Regions from separate parts of the Mus musculus genome. Here regions 1, 2, 3 and 5 are each linked to region 4. The links are chromatin contacts, called in public Hi-C, HiChIP or PLAC-seq and Micro-C maps. All regions are on one chromosome and are shown on one strand. The core of a region is the stretch at or near the end of the contact, and the rest is flanking DNA. Distances in the headings are between cores, read along the strand shown.

Region 1 (3,145 bases), core at 321-2,820, 100 kb after region 4:
ACACAATAGCACCCGGATCCTAGCCCTTGGACACTTGGCTGATATTTTCTCTCTCAGCTCCAGGGGCAAGTCTCTCCATCCTCTCACAGTACCCCCCACCTCGCCCTGCCCCCCAGGAATCCGTAGCCCCTGCTTTGACCTTGTGTTAGACAGAATAGGCCTAGCCACCTGCTCAGAATGCTGAGGAGGGAGAAAGTACAGCAAATTAGCTAGCATATGCTAACGTGGGGGCTAGCAATCTGGTGATCAAGACTTTAACTTTTTCTTTTTTTGCCCCTCAGTTTGCAGGAGGCAAAGATTCACATCCAACTATTGAGAAGAGACTTGATCAGAGACATGATTTTGGGTCAGCTTCAAGTGGGCTTGCTCCACAGTCCACTGAGGGCATGACCAGAAAGATCTAAAGAGAAAGGCCAGGGGCAGGTCTGTGCATGCTCTGATGTCATCCCCCAAATGGCCAATTAGGTAAACCCACTTTGGCTGTGGGTTGCAGTAAGGGTTCAACCAGCCAAGAATTTCTTCTGCAGAAGCCTGTTCCTGGAGCTGGGAATCCCCACAGTGATCTGGAAGGATGGTGACTGGTGCTGAAATCTAGCCGCTCTGCAGCAGCATTTCTCCTGACCTGTCACGGATGACCACATGGGGGTGCCAGACAGCGCTGATTCAACACTACTAATCTGAAGTCAGGAGCCTTGCTTCCCAGCCTCCTCTGCTGTTCTCACAGTTGCTCAGTGATGGCAGTGTTTGCCTAAGAAAGGTGTGCATCATCTTCCACTCTTCCCATCATGTATTTTGATGGCAGAGCCCATCCTCCCTCCCACCCCCTCAAAATCTCTCAAAACTTGTTTTGCCAGCTTGGTTTCCTCTAACATCTCTTAGGTGGATCATAACAGCAACCTCATCTCTGGGCCTCTCCTTCCCTCCAGCATCCATGGAAAGTGGAGCTCTGATTACTTTTCCAGCCAAACACATCCAGTACTTTCAACTGGTCCTTCCAATGCTATCTAGTTTCCAGAACATTCATCCTAAACATATATGGAATAAGTAGGCTGGTTGACCACTGAATCCCTCTGGCCCCAACAGCATAGCCTTCTCAAACCTATGATACCCTCTCTTCCTTCTTCCCTTTCCCCACCCCCTCACCATGGTACAACTGTTTGGTTGCTGAATTTATAGGGAGTTTAATGGTGCTTTCCCTCTGGGTGTTCAGCTGGAGGCAGGCCGTGAGTGGGCCTTGCTGGGGGAGCCACTACTTTGTGCAACCTCAGGGCCTCCTGCAAATCAGACTTGCTCGCTTTCATTTCCTGTGCCCTGGGAGATTAGATACTGCCTAATCAAGGTCAATTTTTTTTCTTTTCTTAATATTTGAAACTACTAAATATCAGTTACCATCCAAGTGGGTGGTGTTCAGAAATCCCCACTTTTCTGATGTTTGACTTGTTGGTGAGTTTCAAGAAACCAACCTATTTGGAAAGAACCTGAACTTAGTTCTTTGAACTGCTATAAAGCTCTAGCAGGAAGTGAGTTGGAAATAGGGTTAGACAGTCTTGCCCCGTGCCCAGGAGAGGTGGGAGGAGGGGAATACAGGTGCAGCTGGTATGGGTGTGGCTTTAAGCTGTGGCACCCTCCCCACGTGTGGCTGCTTACAGATCTAGTTGGATCAGAAGTGGGGATGTCAACATACAGATGTTTACATTGCAGAATGTTAAACTCTGTTGAAGCATCGGCTCAGCCGGACGTTCTGGGTGCTGTGCTGGCTGGTACAGGTAGTTTGCTAAGTTCTCTAACCCGTTGTAATATATAGATAGTGAACTTTGTAATAATTCATGAGTTCTACTTTCTTTTTTTCCTACAAATCCAGCAGCTGTTTTCTGAAAGGCTGGGTGACAAGGTGTTCAGGCGTACCCTTCAGGCTGAGTGCCAGCCTCTGCCTGAGTTCAGCTGTGCCTACTTGGCAAAAGATCATCACAGCTGGACCTGTTGATCGTTGTTCCCACATAGAAGACTGAGTGTGGGGGTTGGGGTCATGGGATCCTTACCAACCAATTGATTGCAATTCCTCCCCAATTACATGTGGCCTCAGGGAGGTGCTGGGCATGGCAGAAGAGTCATGCACACTTCCTGCACGGATTCCAGGATGGCTGTCTTAAGTCACCTACTCTCCTGCTTGTAATGCCTTAGTCCATTCGTAAGCGGATTAAATGATCAGCTCTTCCAGAGTGAATCTTGGCAGAGCTCTACCCTAGTTTGTCATTGGGACCTTGTGAGGTGGAGAGGAAGTAGATGTTGGCTAGTTCCCCACCTCCAACTTGCCAGGGAAAATTCTCACAACACAAGGCAAGAGCATCTCATGGGAGGTGGCACTCTACTGCCTAGGCTGGCTATGTTGGGATGGAGGTGGCTGGGATGTTGGCCTTTTTTCTTGATCCTCGGGCTGGATTTCTTGGAGAGGAGCTGTCCACTGTCAATCAAGTGCCATGTTATTTCATATGTCTCTGGTCGTGATTCGTTGGATTCTGCTAAGTGCCAGGAACTGTTGGATTTCTTCTTTTGATTCATTGAGCTACTTTTTAAAAGTAGAGCCTTTTATTATAACCACTACTTTTAGAAGACAGAAACAAGAGAGATGAATTAGATTGTACAGTACTTCATAGTGCCTACCAAGTATAATGACGCTAGAGAGTCACTACACTGCTCTCATTTCAGGAAAGGCATTGGTGTTCCCACTGCACACTTTAGTAAACTACAGCCATCTTAAATGCACTGGTGTCCTGGCATTGCGGACATATGATGCTGCTACAGCTGGGTCTTGGGATTTGAACTCAGTCCCTCACATTCGTGCAGCAAGTGCTTTATCCACTGAGCCATCTTACCAGCTTCAGAGCCTAGTTCATTACAGAAAACATAAGCAAGCATATCTATCCTATTAGCATGCATATTTGCATTCATCGTTAATAAATGGTAAAATTACATGTATATCAAGAGTTGTTTAAAATACATTTATGATTATCAGTACATGTTTTATTCATATACTTATTTTATTGGCTTATATAAATATGACACAGGGTCTTGCTATATAGTCTGGACTGGTTTTGAACTCATGATCTTCCTGTCTCTGTTTTCTGAGTGTGAGTACACATGTAAC
Region 2 (3,185 bases), core at 292-2,791, 69 kb after region 4:
AGTACTGATGAAATGTAGACACTGTCTGTTTCTCACTGAGGATTATACTGTCCTTCCAGATTAGTGACTCTAACTTGGAGCAGTGTCAAGGGTCATAGCTAGATGAGAGTGTTAGGTCTGTTATTGGCATTTAGTATACAAAGGTCAGAGATGCTGTTAAATAGCCCATAATATCCAGGACAGGCCCTTCCAGCAAGTGATTATTTGGCTTCTGTGCCAAAGCACTGAGGTTGAGTGTCTCCGTTCTAAGATACCCCCTTTCACTGCAGATCAGCTGACCACGCAAGTCATCAAGTGAAAGGATCAGCAGGCAGGGCATGATGGCAGTCTCAAGGTATTCTGCACTGGAGAATCCCATATAAACCATCGATCATCATGTAGCTGGCTCTTCCTTCATGAGTAATATGCCCCTATGCTTGGCAGCAGTCTTTGAATAACAGGGTCCTCCATCAGTGTCTCTAGAACTAAAGCAATCAACCATTCCCTTCAGAGGTTTGAGTACTGATAAGCTGTTGATGGAATGGTGGGCCCCACCTTCCCTGCTCTCTGGCCCTAGCTAGTCTTTTTCATTGTTCTTAGCTTCCCCTCTAGTCACCTTCTGATTCTCTCCTTCACAGTCCTTTGGTAGCCAGCATCCTCCAGGCCCTAAACCATCTTCTCCCCATTTACCTCCTGTAGATCCCTTGGTTTTTGCTTTCCTTAGTAACAATAGTAATTCTCATTGCTATCAATGATGTTACAGCCATAAGCACCAGTCCAGTGTGATATATACACTTCATTTTCTAGGCCAGTACCATCAACTGTGTTCTACAGATGCTGAAGCCAGAGCCCCACAAAGCCTCTAACTTCCTCCAAGCCTAAGTGTGGACAGTTGTCCCAGCATGTCCATCTCCAAGAGGAACTCCTGACACTTCTCCTCCTAAAATCTGTCTATACCCTTGGAGGAAAGAAAACTTCTATCTTCCCTAAGTTTACCCCTCCATCCTGATTTGTTTCTTCTTTTGGCAACCCTCCACCTCCTGACATACACATTAACCCTATCCTTTTGCCTCTTTTCCTTCTTACAAATGAATTCTCCCTACCCTCCATCACTGACAATCTCCTGCCTCATTTTCCTTGGCTCCCCTGTTGCACTGAAGAGAACTCCACTCTGCCCACCTCTTTCATTCTCTGCTGGTTCTTGGCATGTCCAGTCATCTTTGGTGAATGTGGTCTAGCTCTCTTATATAACTCTATGCCTCTGGTGAGATTTGTCTGTGTGCCTTGGTCCCTCTGGATGGATATCATGACTCTCTTCCATTATGCCTTGGAATGATGCCTTGCAGAGGACAAGTTAATTTTGAGCATCTCACAAATACCATGCATTAAACACTACCCAGGGGCGGGGAAATGGCTGAGCCAGGACTCCTAGGGAAAGTCCTTTGTGCTGGAGCTCTCTGTTCAGCAGAAGGACGACAATTATTGACATATTTAGAGCAGTGATCACCTCATGGAAATACCCTATTTCACCAGGGACTGAGATTTGAAGTCACTAGCTTTATATCTAAATGTCATTTACCTCTTCACTGTAACCAAGGCTCTGAGAAACAGAAGCACATGACTATGTGCTAGGGGATTCAGTTCCTGTTTCCCCTTCCTGTTTGTGCTCGGCTAAATCAGAAGGAGAAGGAGGAGAAGGAGAAGAAGGAGAAAAGACACCTAAAGAAACTTCTTGGTATTATTATCCTGATACATGTTACTACTGTATATATAGAAATGCAGTTAAAAAGAAACTAGTTTTTGAGCTGTTGTCATTAAATGTCATTATTTTTAAAAGAGAAGTATGTAACAGTTGGGCCCAATACCTATGTTTCTAAAGGCAGATATCCTTTTGAGGGTAAGTATAGTTTCATACCTGCCCCACTGATATGGTTGAAGGAATTTCCACCATTGATCCAGTTGGCATTAGTAAGCTATGTCTTCCATTCATCAACTCATTCTTTAATTCGATCAATGTTTATCAAAACTGAACCCTGGGGCTGGTGAGATGGCTCAGTGGGTAAGAGCACCCGACTGCTCTTCCGAAGGTCCAGAGTTCAAATCCCAGCAACCACATGGTGGCTCATAACCATCCGTAACAAGATCTGGCGCCCTCTTCTGGAGTGTCTGAAGACAGCTACAGTGTACTTACATATAATAATAAATAAATCTTTAAAAAAAAAAAAAAAAAAAAAAACTGAACCCTGCAATTGGACAATAGACACAAACTCTATGCTCTGGTATCTACAATTCTGTGTGATAAAAGCTGGATAAGACAATTAAGGTATGGCAGGAACACAGGTACAGACCTTTATCTTGTGATACCAGGACTGAGATGGTTCTAGAAAAGTATCATTTAAGGTATAATCCAAGTGCAAGAAGAGGCGGTTCCACATTAGAGAAAGCTGAGGTCTAAGGGTGGGAAAGCAGAGAGGAAGAGGATGGAGAGAAATTACTCTCATAATGAATAATTACATAAAGCCAGTGTCATTTTCTTCCCTGCAGGAAATCAAACTCAGTGCTTTGTGCAAACCACACAAGTGTTCTATAACTGAACTACATCACCAAGTGTGTGTGTGGCCATTATTATCTTCACTTAGAGATATTGCAATTGAAGTGCCAAGAGGTCTAGCAACAGATAATTAGTAAAGAATTGCCATTTTCTCTGTTAGTAGATTATAGATAACTGTAAATGATAATAATCAGTTGATTAATTAGTATTCAGCTCCTTCAGGTCGGCGCCAGCTCTGGGCCATCTTGGGCATGAACTCAGTGGATGATTCCCACGGTCCCCAGAGGACTCTCCATGCTGGAGGTGCCCTAGCATGTACAGGATCTTAGGATCACTGGTGAGTGGAACACAACATCTATTCCAAACCAATTGTGATGGGCCTGTGACAGCAGGAGCAAGGACAAGGGAGCCCTGCCTGACCAGTGGCTCAGGTTCCTTCTGATAGGTGCTGTTACACCTTGGTTTCGAACATACCAGAGGAGACACCATTTTCAGGCGCTGTAACACGCCCAGGATCTTAGGATGCCAGGATACCAGGAGCTTGGTCACACCAGGGTCTCAGTGTCTCAGAGGTAGCTTGATTGCCAAGAACTCTGACACACCCAGAATCTCAGGTTCACAGGATCCCAGAATCACAGGATCCCAGAGAAAGCTG
Region 3 (2,912 bases), core at 283-2,782, 120 kb before region 4:
CTGCTTACATGGGTAATGTGTGCATTCCTTTTCCTGAGGACAAATGATTTGGAAAGCGGTGTTTAATTATAATTTGTTTGGACCTTAGGAAGACGTTTAGGATGGGAATGGAGATGTGCGAGGCCCTGGGTTGGACAACCAGCACTGGAAAGGAGAAAAGGCGACTAAACAGTTTAAAGTAGAACTCAAGACAAAGACCCCTTGTGTGCTGCTTTTTCACTTTTAACTTTCAGATATTTAATTAAAATTTATTTTCTGTTTTTGGTGGTGGTGGTGGCAGTGTACTCCACAAATGAGCTAAGTTCCCAGCACTTAATTAAAATAACAAGAAAGATGTCTCCATCAAATTCTTAAAAACTTGTATATTTCAAATATAATACTCATTTATTCGTGGTAATGGATGATTTAAGTAACTTGGGTGTGAATTTTTTTTCTGTTGACACAATTGAATCTTTCCAATCAAGGGAAAAAAACTACTGTGTATTCTAGTTAAACTAATCTCTGAGAATGTTTCCTTTAGGGTATGAATAACATACAGTCTTAGAACAGCTGGCACATGCATCTCATTCTGGAGAAAGGTATAAACGTATAAAAAACTATGACCAAAAGAAAATATCTAAAACTCAAAATTATCCTCTCATGCATGACACCATACTTTAAAAGTGTTTAAGGTATAATATATTTAGTAAATAAATAACATTATTTACTAAAATATAAAAATTCTATTGTTTTAACATTTTACACCTTTAAAGAACATAACCTATTCCTTATTTTGGCTTATTCATATGGACAAGCATCTGCTTTTCATTTTTCAATGAAAAGGGGGCTCTTGATCTTTCCCTAGGCAGAGGAGGGAGTGGAGGTGGGGGGTGGTCACAGGGACAGGTGGAAGGCCTCTGGCACAGCAGAGGGAGGCTGTTAGTCCTGATCTACAACAGACTTCCTGACTCTCATCCACACGTGTGACCCAGCCGGTTGGCTCTGATTCTGAAAGACCGGACATCACTGCCCACCCGGGTAAGTAGCCTTTCCAAGCCCGGGTCCGAGGCTCCCTGCGCGGCGCGTCCTCGGGACCGGGATTCCGCGGCGTGGACACCGACTCGAGGCGCGGGCTGGAGAGGAGCAGACAAAGGCATCGGAAAGCAGCCTGGCGGGGACTGTGAGGGCCGGAGTCCGGCGACCGAAGCTGGGCTCCGTCGCCAAGAGCGTAGGCGAGGGCGGCGGCGGGACGGGGCCGCAGGCAGCGCCCGGGCGTCCGCGGGCTTCCGGGCAGCGGGGCCCCGCACCGCCCGCCCGCCCGCCAGTCCGCCCGCCCGGATGGGCAGCGGCGCTCCCGGCCCTCGCCCCACTCCAGCTTCCGAGTGGGTGCCCCAGCCTCTCAGCGTCTCTCTCACCTCCACAGGGCCGCGGCGGCCCTCACCGCGCCGGTGTCACCTGCAGCGGCCAGCACCGCCCGCGCTCGCGCCCAGAACGGCGCGACCCGGCGCACACGCCAGGCTGAGGCGGCCTCACGAGCCGCGGCCGCACCCGCCTGCGCCCGCTAGCCAGCCGCCCAGCAAGAGCGCCGAGGGGCGGGGCCTGATCGACGCGCCCGGGCCAATCGCAAGCTAGCGCCGCAGCAGAGCATCCAATGAGCGACGAGATCCTGCGGGTGGGCGGGTGCGGGCGGTGCCAGAGTGCAGCCCACCGCTGCACAGAGCCTGCTCTTCACCCTGCCCTCTCTGGCTCGTCCTCTCTGGCCTGTCGCAGTGCAGCGTCCCCACTCTCTTAGCGTCATGTCTCTTAGCGACTAGGTCCTCAGCGCTTGATCTTGAACGTGGGAGATAAAGGGAGCTCGAATGAAAAGAATAAATCTTTCCCTGTCACTCATTTTGCTATAAGCTGCTTAGGTTCAACAGAAAAAATATATGATTGGATAGGGCGTTGGCTGGGACTTAGAAACATACTGTAAACTGAAAAGCTGGCGACTTCTCAGATATAGTGTGGCAAATGTTCCAGTGTTAAACTTGGAAGGCTGATTGATGTTCAGTCTTAGAGCACTGATGGAAATGTATTAGTGGCCAGATGTGAGTTTTCGTTGGCAATCACTCCATGGTTCTGGCAAGATTAAACTAAAACAGTGTCCACTAATAAACCTGTTTGCAAGCAGAGAGAGACAGAGACAGAGAGAGAGAGAGAGAGAGAGAGAGAGACAGAGAGAGAGAGAGACAGAGACAGAGACAGAGACAGTGAGAACGAGCAATGTATTCAGTGTAAGCTGTATATCAAAAAGAATATAAGTAACTCTCAATGTTATGGTTTCGATCAAATCTTCATTTCTTTTTTGTTTCCCAGAGGAAGTTGAACGTTTGTTTGTTTTTTGTTGTTGTTTATTGTTTTCTCTTCAATCGCCTTATCTGCCAAGGCTTTCCTCCTACCACTCAAATAGATCTCCCTTCCCACTGGGGGGAGGTGGTCTCAATGTGCAGGTAGAGTCCAAATTATGCCCAAGGAATGAGGCTTCCACATTTGATAATGGGCCTCAGACCTCAGCGAAGCTCCGAGTAGCACGGTGAGAGAAGCACTTGGATCATTTCGCAGGCTCAGGCTTCCTGCTGGGAGCGAATGGTCCCTGTCTTGCTCTCAGGAGAACATGTGTTCACATTCAGCTTGAACTTCAGTGGCTGCACATAGAGCTTTCGACCTCCAAGTCAGATAAGTGTGGCAGCAGATAAGCCACGGTTTCTGCTTTATGAATGCTTCGTGATGCCCAGGTTTTTGTAACCAGACTTGTGAAGGGCTCATTTGTCAAATTAATGCATGCAGTAAAGGAAGCCTATCATCCATGGAACATTTATATATGCCAGGTATGCATCTGTTATCTACTTTAATCAACATGGCACACTACGAAGGTTATACAATTACTTTTTCTT
Region 4 (2,825 bases), core at 92-2,591:
TATAAATAGAAATCACAGTCCACTGATAATACAAATAGTAGAAATTATAACAAAGCACTTACCATTGAAAGGATTGATTCCTGCACTAATCCTTAAAATAATAGCTTCTTTCACTTCCTTTTTCTTTACACACCGAATACCCAAATTTTGAAAACTAAAAGCAAAAAATGAAACTTTCAAAATCACATCATAGTTAAACAAAAGTATGACAAAAATCAAACATACTCAGAAAGTCAGCTCTCTGCCACACCAACCTCTAGGTCACAGATCCTGTTTCTGACTGTGATAATAAAGAAGATACAAGAGAAACAAACATAGGCCTGCCTAAGAGAATTGTTAATAGAAAAATAGAGCACATGGTGACATGCCTTTAATTCTAGCACTAGGAGATGGAGGCAAGTGGTACCTTGGTTACCTAGCAACTTTTAGGCTACCCTGGATTATGGGAAAACCTGTCCCAAACTAAAAAAGTATATAGAGTATTATATAACTGTCAAATATACTATTTTATAATTACATTTTGCCAATAGGCTTAGTCAAATATACCAAGGTAGATAAACATTACAAGTAAAACAAACAAAACCATCAAGAAGCAAAGTTTCACCTTCCAAACAAACTCATGATCAATTTACTAAAATTGGTGTATCAAAAGGTACAAAGACAGCTGGACCCTGAAATATGCAGGTATGTTTTGCTAAACTTATAGCAGTGTTAACCTATGTATTTTTAAAAAATGTATAGAAGTGGCTAGTGCATTTTAAAAATTATATATATACATTACCAAACTTAAGAGTGAGGTGATCAGAGCTGAGCATCAGCTCTTCTGGTTTCATGAACATTTCAGAGGTTTGCTAGCACTCCTTGGGCACAGAGACAATCTGTTAGAGCTGAGCACCTGTAACCCCACTTACACACAGTTATCCACTCTGATGAGGAACCGGGCTAGCCTTCTTATATTTGATTCCCTCTGCTCAGTTATGATGCCTGCCTAGCTCATCACTAAAAAATGTACCATGAAATATATGAAAACACAGCTGTACAAGGTCTTGCTGTGTACTTTAGCCTGGCCTCAATTTTTTTCATTGACAACAGAATACACTTTATGCCATGTTATATGATTACAATATAGGAAATGAAGTATTTTTATTAGAGAGGGTTAATACTAACAATATTTAGCAACAGTTTCAAAGGGTCATTTATGGAAAACTTCTCAATAGCTACAAATATTACTCATTTGCATATGTGTAATACAAATGATGATGGGGGAACTCCCCTACCACCATCCAGTCATACTTGTTCCCACATGGAAAAACCATGACATCATCTGAGATGGGTGGGTGTGAATAAGGAAGCAAAACTCAAATGATAAGAACATCACTGTTTCTTCAAACTTCACTTGGCACTTGCAGCCAGAGGCTGCCTGGTTTGCCTTACTCCATGTTCCTATTACTGTATGTTCATGCTTCATGCTTGGCACTCACACCTGTGACTTCATTAGCACCTAAAATAACTTTGCCACTTCCTTCCTCCTCCTCCTCCAATAACAAAAAATAAATTGTCAATTCTTAATCCTTTCTTGAAATCCTGCAACAAAATAATTCTTCACCCTAACATACACGACTTGGTTTTCTTTCATCTGAATAACCTCATCGGGTATGCACAGAGGGTTAGCTCAGTAGTGTGGTACCTGTCTAGCACATCATACCCTGGAATCAGCCCAGTACTAAAGAAAGGAAAGAAGGGAAAGAGGCGAAAGCACTGACTTAAGGAAGCTAAGAATCATGGGGCGTCTGATCATTCACTCAATGTACTTTTTCATAGTCATTCAACACGTTCTGGAGTTCCAATTGTGCACTAAAACTCCCAAAGGGAATGGAGATACATTTTCCTCTCTTCATGGAACTTAGTGTCTGGAATGGACGGTTGGCAAACTCTAAATCATGGGCCAAATTCAGCATACTGCTCATTTTGCAAATAAAGTTTGTATTGGAACACATGCATGTTCATTCACTCACATATCTTTTGTGGATGTTTTCCTGCCACTGAGTAGGACATAAGAGTCCAAAGGGCTTACAAGGCCTATGATACTACTAGAATTTAAAAACAAACAAACAAACAACAACCCTGCTAGCTCAAGTCTTGTGAACTAAGTAAATCACATCTCTCTGAAAGAACACTGTGAACAGAGACTGAAGGAACACTCTCCTGACTGCAGTATAAGATCAGAGGCACTAAGCTGGACAGTGGAGGCATACACCTTTAGACCTAGTACTTGGGAGGCAAAGGCAGGTAGATCTCTGAGTTCAAGACCAACTTGGTCTAAAGAGTAAGTTCCAGGACATCTAGGGCTATACAGAGGAAACCCTGTTTCAAAAACGAACAAACAAACAAAAACCCCAACAACTAATATATATATATATATCACTAGAGTGGGACAAAAGATAAAAACCAGGGGCCATCGAACAACAGCCAGAAAACTACAGGTTACAACAAGTTTGTCTTCACAGAAATCAAGAAAGAGTATTCAAGACACAAATGACTGACTGAAAGTTTGAAACACTGCTGGAAGATCAAGACATGCAGGCGTTAAGATTTCTTGTCAAGTGTGTACTTCTAGGGCTTTTTGTGTTTTGTGTCATTACTATTAATAAGAAGAACTTTTTGGAGATTATGTCTGTGTATTACAGGATAGTCACAATTATTTTGTAGAACATACAGAACGAAGAGATTAATCACAACATATGTTTTCTTACTTTCAACAATATAAAGAGGTATACCTATCCAGACATGGTAATGCATGCTTACTTATAACCCCGGTGCTCTGG
Region 5 (3,001 bases), core at 362-2,861, 72 kb before region 4:
CACGAGTCCCCAAGTCCAAAGCTCCGAGCTCAGTTCCTTGGACCCACATGGTGGAAAAGAGAGAACCAGTGCTCACAAATTGTCTTCTGACCTCAGCATGCACACCATGGCATGCACAATGCCCATGCACACACAAATAAGAGTCATGGACTCATAGGGCTTGAAGACACCTTCCTAGTCACGTAGAACAGGGCTCCCTAGCTTTTCCTGGCATTGAATTTAAAGGATGATAGTTATGTGTACATTGTTGTGATTTATCACAGCCCTGGAGAGAACACCTCTCCAGGTGCAAACCCGTTCTTACCTTTTGAGAATGACTGCAAGAAAGTCTGTGAGTTCCTGACCTTAGCACATAAAAAGTGACCTTCGATGGTCACTCTTTAAATGATTTGAAAATTCTCAGTGTTCCTGTGTATGTGTGTGTTCTGTATTGGGGGAGGGAGCCCATGCCACAGTGTGTGGAGGTCTGAGGACAACTGTAACATCAGTTTTCTCCTGCCTTTATATAGGCTCCAGGGATCCATCCCACTTTGCCAGGCTTGCACAGTAAACGTTTACCCTCCAAGCCATCTGCCAATTGTTTTAAAATTCGTATGACATACATTTATTTATTTATTCATCATGTATGAGTGTACATGTGTGCATGACATAGTGCATATGTACTGGTCAGAAGGCAACTTCTGGGAGTTGGCTCTCTCCTACCATGTGGGCCCTGGGGATTGAATTCTGGCCATTATGTTTAGAGACAAGTGCCTGTACCTGTTGAACTTTTTCAGTGGCCCTCTTCAAGTTTAATGTAGCCCTAGTGTGTGCATCGGCAAAAAGGTAAGTTTTTTCCATCCTTAAGGATGGTGACCACTTGCCTAGCCATCACATCTTCATTTGAAAAAGAAAGCCCTGAGCTCATAGAGATCAAATGACGTCCCATCTTATGTTTATGGGAATTTGAATGTGTTTTCCTGCTCTTTTCATAACACTTTGTAAAGCCATGTTATCTCTTCAACCTGTAAATTTTGTGTATTTGACTTTACCTGATCATTTTAGTTACAGAATAACTTTCTTAACTACTCACATTGTTTTTATAATTCATGTTAAGTATACAGAGCCCTAGGCTTCACTAGGGTGTTTTCTTACACATGTATTATACTTTGTACTAATTCCAGCAGTGGTTAAGTAGGGCCGGACCACCATGGAAATGTACTGTATATTGGATCCAGGAATGCAGTTGAAAGCATAGTCAAGCATGTGCTTTAAATGATTAAAGACATATATTTATTTTCTAGCTTGCCTTTTTTACTGGCCTGCCTCCAGCTGGTATAGGTGGAGAAAGAGCAAGAAGGAAGAGGTTGGTTGCTATGGTTTTTCACTGTGTGAATGTATGCATAGGCTGCATTAAAAACAGTGAAGTCTCCTGTTTTGATTTGCATGTTTCTATACCTGTGATTCATCACACAGCATCTTTAGAACTTATAGTTGGAATCAGCGGTGTATAGAATTTAAAGGAAAGCATGAAGAAGCAAATCCCTTAAACGTGTCTCTGTTGGAGGTACCACATTAGCACACGGCCACTTGCCAGCTGTGGAGAGCCTTATGATATGGTTTTCGGGTACATTAACTTTTAGGACTGTAGCCTCGTGCACTAAGTTTCAGAAAAAAAGGAACTTCTAATTTAGGCTCTTCCTATTTCTGATTTGAATGACAGAAATGTCATGTCAACCATCTTTTATTTTTTTTTAATTTTGTTTTGAATAATATCGCTTTGCTTTAGATTTAGTAATTCTGTCACAATTGTATCTGAGTCATACATAGTGACAGTAAAGCATAGGTCACATAGAACACAGCTACATGAGTACTATGTTTTTTAGGAGATAAACTATGTCTTTTTAGCAAGATAAACTTATGAATGTAAGGCACTGCTGTTTATTGAGTATTTGTATAGGCAATCTCACTCAGACATCACAGCGCTCAAAGAAGGCTGGGCTTTTGTCTTCATTTTTCTGTGATGAAATTGAAACTGAAGATTGCATTACTGATGAATAGTAGAGTTAGGATTTGAACTCTGAACTCTGAACTAGCCTATCCCAAAGAGAATGCTTGTAATTGCCACTTGCCATACTGCCCACGCTGTGATTTGGTAAGATTTTAAACACGGGTTGTTTCTAGGGCAGATGCACCTCCTTTGGTACTTTCTCCAAAAACTGTGATATCTTTAAAGTTAGAGAAAGAATCCTTAGCTCTCTGTCTGTTTTTAAACAAAACAAGGGCTCTTGTAATATCTTAACAAGAGAAATAATTTAAAGATGTGGGAGATGGCTCAGTCAATAAAGTGCTTGCCCCTCAAGTTTGTGGCCCTGAGTTCGATCCCCATGGCCATGTAAAAAGATCTCTGGTACCCAAACGCCAAGCCAGGAGCACTGGATAAAGTGAGCTTGTCATATCAGCACTGGGGAGGTGGAGGAGACAAGAGGGTTTCCAGAGCCTGCTGGCCAGTCAGCTTAGTCTAATTACCGAGTCCCAGGTCTCAACTAGAGAGTGTGTCTCAAAGGAACAAGTGGGAAGCTTCTGAGGAGCAGTGCCCAGGCTGACCCCTGGCATCCACATGTGCCTGCTATGGTGCCTATGGACGTCATAGGGACTGGAGTCACAACTGGAGTTGTGAGCTGCCACTGGGAATTGAACACAGGTCCTCTGGAAGACCAGCCATATACACCTGACCACTGAACTATCTCTCCAGTCCCTTTCTCACATCTTAAAGATCTTTATTTATTTGTTTGGCTTGATGCACGGTCTTACTGTGTAGCCCTTGCTGGCCTAGAACTCAGAGATATTCCTGTCTCGCTACCTGTTGTGTGTTGGGATTAAAGGCCTGTGCCACCATGACTGGCCCTATTCTTACTTTGTTAATCATGCATATGTGCACACAAGTGTGGGTTTCTGTAGAGGCTGGAGGTCGGATCCCCTGAAGCTGGAGTTACAAGCAGCTTTAACTTGCCTGAGGTGG

The links. HiChIP or PLAC-seq counts read pairs in DNA pulled down with a chosen protein or histone mark. A called contact is a pair of places that touch in the nucleus more often than the background predicts.
Region 1: a CTCF HiChIP or PLAC-seq map of CD8 T cells shows a contact between it and region 4, with 11 read pairs. The contact joins two enhancer-like sites. A contact is called at or near these places in 1 of 39 promoter capture datasets (HPC-7-derived erythroid cells), 3 of 15 datasets of contacts at CTCF or cohesin (CD8 T cells, large pre-B cells and pro-B cells), 33 of 484 Hi-C or Micro-C datasets (B cells, CD4 T cells, CD8 T cells and 18 more), 15 of 115 datasets of contacts at active chromatin or transcription factors (the 230-238 cell line, CD4 single positive thymocytes, CD8 T cells and 11 more) and 3 of 9 other capture datasets (adipose tissue, liver and pancreatic islet).
Region 2: a contact with region 4 is called in an H3K27ac HiChIP or PLAC-seq map of bone marrow-derived dendritic cells, with 2.1 times the contacts expected there. The contact joins two enhancer-like sites. A contact is called at or near these places in 7 of 484 Hi-C or Micro-C datasets (B cells, CD4 T cells, the HPC-5 cell line and 3 more), 8 of 115 datasets of contacts at active chromatin or transcription factors (the 230-238 cell line, CD8 T cells, the HPC-7 cell line and 5 more) and 3 of 9 other capture datasets (adipose tissue, liver and pancreatic islet).
Region 3: a Hi-C map of regulatory T cells shows a contact between it and region 4, with 2.7 times the contacts expected there. The contact joins the promoter of 0610010F05Rik here to the enhancer-like site in region 4. A contact is called at or near these places in 8 of 484 Hi-C or Micro-C datasets (CD4 T cells, the HPC-5 cell line, the N1E-115 cell line and 5 more), 2 of 115 datasets of contacts at active chromatin or transcription factors (the SCID.adh cell line and bone marrow-derived macrophages) and 2 of 9 other capture datasets (adipose tissue and liver).
Region 5: a contact with region 4 is called in a Micro-C map of B cells, with 2.2 times the contacts expected there. The contact joins two enhancer-like sites. A contact is called at or near these places in 2 of 39 promoter capture datasets (3T3-L1-derived adipocytes and trophoblast stem cells), 2 of 15 datasets of contacts at CTCF or cohesin (the NIH/3T3 cell line and pro-B cells), 44 of 484 Hi-C or Micro-C datasets (B cells, the C10 cell line, CD4 T cells and 29 more), 10 of 115 datasets of contacts at active chromatin or transcription factors (the 230-238 cell line, CD8 T cells, the HPC-7 cell line and 7 more) and 2 of 9 other capture datasets (adipose tissue and liver).

Annotation. Positions count from the first base shown.
Region 1 is chr11:23,854,946-23,858,090 of GRCm38.p6, forward strand. No RefSeq gene overlaps it. Among named protein-coding and RNA genes, the nearest start is that of Gm39612, 38 kb to the left of the region's middle. Within about 2 kb of position 1,571, at least 47 of the 459 cell types and tissues checked have an H3K27ac peak or open chromatin away from gene starts, as enhancers often do. A contact at or near this core is called in CD8 T cells, Th1 cells and regulatory T cells, where this site is marked.
Region 2 is chr11:23,821,895-23,825,079 of GRCm38.p6, forward strand. No RefSeq gene overlaps it. Among named protein-coding and RNA genes, the nearest start is that of Gm39612, 4.6 kb to the left of the region's middle. Within about 2 kb of position 1,542, at least 50 of the 459 cell types and tissues checked have an H3K27ac peak or open chromatin away from gene starts, as enhancers often do. A contact at or near this core is called in B cells, CD8 T cells, bone marrow-derived dendritic cells and 1 more, where this site is marked.
Region 3 is chr11:23,632,099-23,635,010 of GRCm38.p6, forward strand. It overlaps 0610010F05Rik (RIKEN cDNA 0610010F05 gene), which reads right to left and starts at 1,533. Exons shown (of 22, transcript NM_027860.3): 1 at 1,395-1,533.
Region 4 is chr11:23,753,155-23,755,979 of GRCm38.p6, forward strand. It overlaps Rel (reticuloendotheliosis oncogene), which reads right to left. Exons shown (of 10, transcript NM_009044.3): 4 at 63-154. Among named protein-coding and RNA genes, the nearest start is that of Rel, 16 kb to the right of the region's middle. Within about 2 kb of position 1,342, at least 38 of the 459 cell types and tissues checked have an H3K27ac peak or open chromatin away from gene starts, as enhancers often do. A contact at or near this core is called in B cells, CD8 T cells, Th1 cells and 6 more, where this site is marked.
Region 5 is chr11:23,681,225-23,684,225 of GRCm38.p6, forward strand. All of the region lies in intron 4 of Pus10 (pseudouridylate synthase 10), which reads left to right. Among named protein-coding and RNA genes, the nearest start is that of Pus10, 17 kb to the left of the region's middle. Within about 2 kb of position 1,612, at least 21 of the 459 cell types and tissues checked have an H3K27ac peak or open chromatin away from gene starts, as enhancers often do. A contact at or near this core is called in B cells, bone marrow-derived macrophages, centroblasts and 2 more, where this site is marked.